2 separate regions of the Oryctolagus cuniculus genome follow, and region 1 is linked to region 2. A link is a contact called in public Hi-C data. All regions are on one chromosome and are shown on one strand. Each heading gives the region's core, a stretch centred on a gene start, on an enhancer-like site or on the middle of the called end of the contact. The rest is flanking DNA. Distances are from core to core; before and after follow the strand shown. Region 1 overlaps MARCHF10 (membrane associated ring-CH-type finger 10). Region 2 holds the start of TANC2 (tetratricopeptide repeat, ankyrin repeat and coiled-coil containing 2).

Region 1 (2,765 bases), core at 10-2,509, 210 kb before region 2:
TGTGATCCAGTCGTAGTTGAGTGTCATAATTTCTGCAAACCTCTGCTCGTAGAAGTAAAGCAGCAGCACCAGGTAGAAGCTGGAGTTGATCAGCTCGTTCTGTGCCTAAATAAGGAAAAGGAGGCTCCTGAGTTCAGCTGTAAAACATTCATGATCTGAATCACGGGGTGGGGGGTAACAAGGCTAAGGGGAACGAGAAATGGGCCAGGAGCCCAGGCTCCAAGGCCAGGCTGCCCTGGGGGATCAGGGGACAGAGCTGCAGGAGGACCAGGGTCGAGGCCAAGGCAGCCCGTCTCCTGCAGTTCTTTTTGTTTATGAGAGAGAGAGAGAGAGAGAGAGAGACACTCTCATTTGCTGGTTTGCTACTCAAATGACTGCACCAGCCCTGGGATCTTAGAATTCAACCCAGGTCTCCCGTGTGGGTGGCAGGGACCCAACTACTTGAGGAACCAGGAATTCAATCCAGATCTCCTGCATGGGTGGCAGGAGCCCACCCTCTTGGGCTGTCACTCCTGCCTGTCAGGTCTCCATGGGTGGGAAGCTTCGGTCAGGAGCCTGAGCCAGGTGTGGAACCCAGGTACGCGGCTGCAGGGCGCGGCAGGCCCAGCCACGTGGCTGAACGCCACCGCACTCTAGCTGTGCGGTACCTCCTACAGAGCACGCGCTGGGCAAGTTCCATTTGCCAGGCTCCGTTGCATTCCACAGCCATTTAACGAGCGGTTACTGAGCAAAACCTTGAGCTGGGTGTTGTGGGGAGCACAGGGCGCTGCCAGGGGGGCACCCCGTCACCTGGTGTGGAGGAGCGAGCCTGGCCTGCGAAAAGCTTCGACATAGGCTGCACGCACTGTGGGCTGCAGTGGAGATGCAGCGGGAGTCTCGTCGTTCCTTTGTTCTCGGACCCCAAGCTCGCACCTGGCGCTGTTCCTCGGCTTTGTCTTGGGCCCTGGGCTGTGTTTTCTTTTCCTCAATGGTGCTGCCAAGGGAGGCTTTGGCCATCAGGCTGGCCACGGCACTCTGTCCTCACCCCTGGGGCCCTGCTTGGACCTTCAGTAAGCCAGCAGCAGAGGAAGGAGGGGCGGCCTTTGAGCCCCTCCCTGGCCCAGGACAGATCCCTTTGGGTGGGTGGGAGCTTGAGAATGGGCCAGACTGGGCTCCAAAGCCACCCAGCCCCGGGGACTGAATCCCCAGCAGAGGACAGGGACAGGTCAGCGCCATGACGGTGACCGTGACTCCGCGCTCCCAGGATGACGGCAGTGGACTCAGCTCCCCTTCCTCCTCCCTCCTGCAGCCACCACCAGCTTCCCTGACTTGTTTCTCTGTTCCCAACGTGGCTCTAGGGCAGCTCAGGCAGGCGGTCCAGAACCCACCCCTTGCAGGACCAGGGAGCGGCCAGGAAGGGCGATGGAGTTGAGCGAGGATCCTCTGACCAGGGCCAGCTCCGGATCTCAGCCGGCTGCGGGCGCCCTGCTCCGGCTTCTCCACTGTCGCTAGACCCGTCTTGGAAAACCCATCTTGTCCTTAGCACTTCGCCTGCTATTTTTAGCCTTCCGTGGCAGGGTTTCCTCTGTTCAGCCAGCCCTGGCAAGCAGAGGGCCTATGGCTTGTTCTTGATTCTGTTCGAAGTACCTCTCCCACCCTCCGGGCTGGGACTCTTTTAAAGACTGTTCTCCACCCCCACCCCACCTGGCTAAGCCACCTCCTAACTGGCCTGTCCCTCAGGGGCTTTCCTGAGCCCAGGCATCCCCCAGCCCGCCCACGGTCTTCCTGCCAGGAGCTGGGGTGCACAGAGCCACTCTGAGGCGCCATGGCAAATCACTGGCTGGAGACAGGCTTGGGACGCTCAGGTTTGTCCAAGCATTCGGGGAAATCATTGACTTTTTTATGACTCAATAAAGCCGGGAGGCACGCAGATGGGAAAAAATCCACTAATGTTTTCTGCAGATAATTTCAGAAGCCACTGCTAGCGGATCCTGTCTGTTTTCTGGCCTGTGGGAGGGAACCTGTCACGTGGGCGGCTCCGCTGCTCTGTGCTCTGAGCTCCGGATGCTGCCGTCGATTGGAGCCGGCGTTCGTGTGGCTACTCCGGCTACTCCGAGCTGTCTGCACGCCGCGCCACAAGTGGGAGGGCCTGGCCAACGGAGGGAGCGCCATGAAATTTGTTCAGCAAGGGTTGAGCGAGCCAGATTCTGGAACATTCTTTAGCTTGAGGACCGCAGCCCAATCGCATCGCATTCTGAATCCGCTTTGTGCGATACAGAAGACTTCTGCAGAGCCCCGCCCGCCCGCCCACCAGCTGCATGTCTCTCCTCCTGCTCCCTACGTTTCTCTTAATGTTCGTTTTAGACAAGAGATTTGACGCTGATGGAAATTCTCAGCATCCGGGGAAGCACTGGAAGAAGCTGTCAGCCTGGATGAATACTGGAGCCTTCGAATGTGCTGGAGAGCCGCTCCCGACTCTGAGGGCGATCGGGTGCCTGTGTGCGGCCAAGGACACCTGTCCTGGGCTGAGACGCGGCAGGGGCAGCCCAGGCCTGCTGAGACCCTCGTGCAGGGCGTGGCGAGGCCTCCGGGAGCATCTCTCCAGCAGGCGGAGGGCATGCCAGGTGCCAGGTGAGGTGGGCAGCCTGGGGCCAGTGAGCGTGGTGATTTGGGGCAAAGCACGTGAACTGTGCAGGGCCACAGTGACCGCATGCCTGTGGGCAGGAGTGGCCTCTGCCAGGCGTGGTGGTAAAATGAGCTGACACTGATGTGTGTGGTGTTCTGCA
Region 2 (2,700 bases), core at 14-2,513:
CTTCCACAGTTGACCTGCCGTTTCGCAGGAGGGAAAATAGAGGGGAAGAAGGTCCAGGTGGAGGTGCAAGGGGACGGGAGACCTCGTATCCTCAACGAGGCTTCCCCGCGGTGGCTTTCGCAGGCTTGCCGCCCAGCTCTCAAAGCCACATGGCTGCGTCTCCACCCTGGAGGCGGAGCGGCGTCACACCTGCACCTCAGGCTCGCAAGCTGTGGCGCGTGCACTTCTCGGCAGACGGTCTTCTTCCTCCCTCTCCATTACCACCCCTCCCCGCGCGGTCGGTCGGTCGGTCGGTGGTATTTTTTTTTTTTCCGCCTCATTCTGATTCCCACCACAGCCAACTGTGGCACCGTGAAACAATCTAAAAATCACAATCGAAAGCCCAGGAAGCAAGAACTGACACTTGTAGGCTTCGATGACTCCAGGAGGGACACGTGCCTGAGGTGACCGAAGGTGGGGCAATCTAGAGGAACGGTTTTCTGGCCATCAAAGCGAGAGGACAAGCCCTGAAGTGGGCGCACGTGACAGCGGCCGCCACCTCGAGAGTGACATCACCCTGGGGGCGGGGCCGGGCTCTGCAGGGCCTCGTCAGCTCCTGAGCGTCTTCCCCCTTCCCCACCAAAAGCAGTCCACCCCGCCAAAGCCCCCGCCCCCCACCCGAGGAAGCGAGAAATGCCCAGACACCACAGAGCGCCGGGGCGCTCTCTCGCCTTCGCCCCCAGCCGCTCCCCGGCCCCGAACTACGGAGGGGGAGGGGCGGGGGCGCGCGCTCCACCACGCACGCGCCCCCACGCACGCGCTCTCCCTCCGCGCTCGCGCTCCTCCCCACCCCGGCCCGGAGGGGGCGGGGCTGCGGGCGGCCTCCAAGGGTGCGACGCCCCCGGCGCGGCGGCGGCGCTAGCGAGCGGCCGGCCGGGCGCGGGTTGCAGGGAGCGCTGCTGCGGCGGGGCCCGCTGGCACAGCCGCCTCCCGCGAGCCGCCCGCCCAGCGGGAGAAGCCGAGAGCGCCCCGAGCGCCGGGCCCGGGGCTGCCGGCGCTGCCCTCCCGCCGCCACCCTCCGCGCCTCCTCGGGGCGGCCCCGCCCCCGTTCCCATCCCCCTCGCGCTCACCTCCCGGCTGTGCCGCGCGCGAGGCGGAGCGAGGCGCCCGCCGCCGCCGCCGCCGAGCTGAGGGGCGAGAGGCTGCCCCCGCGCCGCCGCTGACAGGAGGACCGCCGCGGGCTGTGCTCGCCGGCCGCGAGGCCCGCCGCGCCGCACCCGGGCGCAGAGCCGCCACGGGGCGTCGGGGGGCAGCGAGGTGCTCTGAGAGACGCGGGCGGCGCCGGCGGGCGGCGCGATTCTCACCGGAGACCCCGAGGGCTGGGGCTTGACCCCGACGTGCAGCGATCCCCTCAGAGCGGCAGGTAAGAGCCCGCGGGGACCGGGAGAGGAAAGGTCGCTTCGGTGACAGGGGCGTTCGCCCGCAACGCCTCGGCTCTGGGGAGAGGGGCGGGGGCGAGCGGGGAGACGGCGAGGTGGGCAGCGGCGTGCCTCCCTCCGGGGCCCAAGGCTGGCTCCGAACGTGGCACCAGGGTGGCTTCAGAGGGGTAGAGATCGGCCGCTTGGCTGTCACCGAAGGTGTCCTGGAATGTGGTACCTAGAGAGTGTCTGCATGCCGGGGACCCGGGATGAGATGCGAGGCACAGTGCTGAACGTGGCGGGGAATGTGGTGCAGAACGAGTTGCAAAATGTGCCCCCAGAATGCAGCATAAAAGTAGTTGTGAAACGTGCCAGGTAGGGCACAGGTTGGGCTGGCCTGTGTGTCGTTGGAATGCTCGGTGGAGGTGTTATTAGTGAAATTAGTAATTCCTCTGGGAAGGGAGGTGTGGTATAATAAAAGATTAATAAGGCTCATGGCTAAGATATTTTACTACGGGAAATCGAGAGCAGCTATGGTTAGCTGCCCCCCCTCCCCGAGATAAAGTATCCACGTGAAAGAAAAAAAAGCAAATTGTGGCTGGTTGTGAGATGGGAAAGAAAAAATAGGGCTGAAATAATTCCAAGCTTGGCCGTCAGCGTGTAGAGCTCTGATACAGTTGTATCCTGTCTTCTGTTCCAGGTGTGGAATGTTTAGAATGGTTTTCACAAGACATAAACAATGATAATTAACATTAGGAAGAAGATTTGGTGTTGTGGGTGTCCTTCTCTGCTCCTCTCCAGGAAAATTAAAGGAAAAAACCCCACAACCATACCAAACATCTTGATCATAATTGTGAGTTCAAGATCATTAGGCAAATGGAAATATTTTTCATATGTGCTCCTTTCTTGATTTTTGCATTAGGTGAAAATATCTGGAATGAGGAAAACAAAACAATATGGTGAACAAAAGGGATACATTTTCAGGCATTTTGCGAGGTTGGAGCCAAAAGCTAGTGCAGTGGTTAATTACAGAATGGCAGTGTGAAATATTCTTGTGTGTGGTTGGTGTTGGGACCGTGAGATAAGAAAAAAAGAAAAAGGAATACAGAAAATTGGCATAAAGAGCAACAACATGGAATCTGTCAGTGGAGCGCTTCTTGCAGCATTTCCCAGGTAGAACATCCTAGGAAATGTGAGCACAAAAACAAAATGTTCAATACTCCCTTTCTCTCCCTCCCCTCCCTCTCTGTTTATCCATATATGTATATGTGTGTATATATATGACATTATCCACATGCTACCA

The links. A called contact is a pair of places that touch in the nucleus more often than the background predicts.
Region 1: a Hi-C map of an unstated tissue shows a contact between it and region 2, with 4 times the contacts expected there. The contact joins the enhancer-like site here to the promoter of TANC2 in region 2. A contact is called at or near these places in 4 of 6 Hi-C or Micro-C datasets (ear pinna, embryonic fibroblasts, skin fibroblasts and 1 more).

Annotation. Positions count from the first base shown.
Region 1 is chr17:15,901,390-15,904,154 of mOryCun1.1, reverse strand. MARCHF10 (membrane associated ring-CH-type finger 10) reads right to left here. Exons shown (of 10, transcript XM_070060508.1): 9 at 1-105. Among named protein-coding and RNA genes, the nearest start is that of MRC2, 62 kb to the left of the region's middle. Within about 2 kb of position 1,259, at least 2 of the 8 cell types and tissues checked have an H3K27ac peak or open chromatin away from gene starts, as enhancers often do.
Region 2 is chr17:15,689,760-15,692,459 of mOryCun1.1, reverse strand. It overlaps TANC2 (tetratricopeptide repeat, ankyrin repeat and coiled-coil containing 2), which reads left to right and starts at 1,263. Exons shown (of 29, transcript XR_007911352.2): 1 at 1,263-1,402. LOC127484412 (a long non-coding RNA gene) reads right to left here and starts at 697. Exons shown (of 4, transcript XR_011383430.1): 1 at 1-697.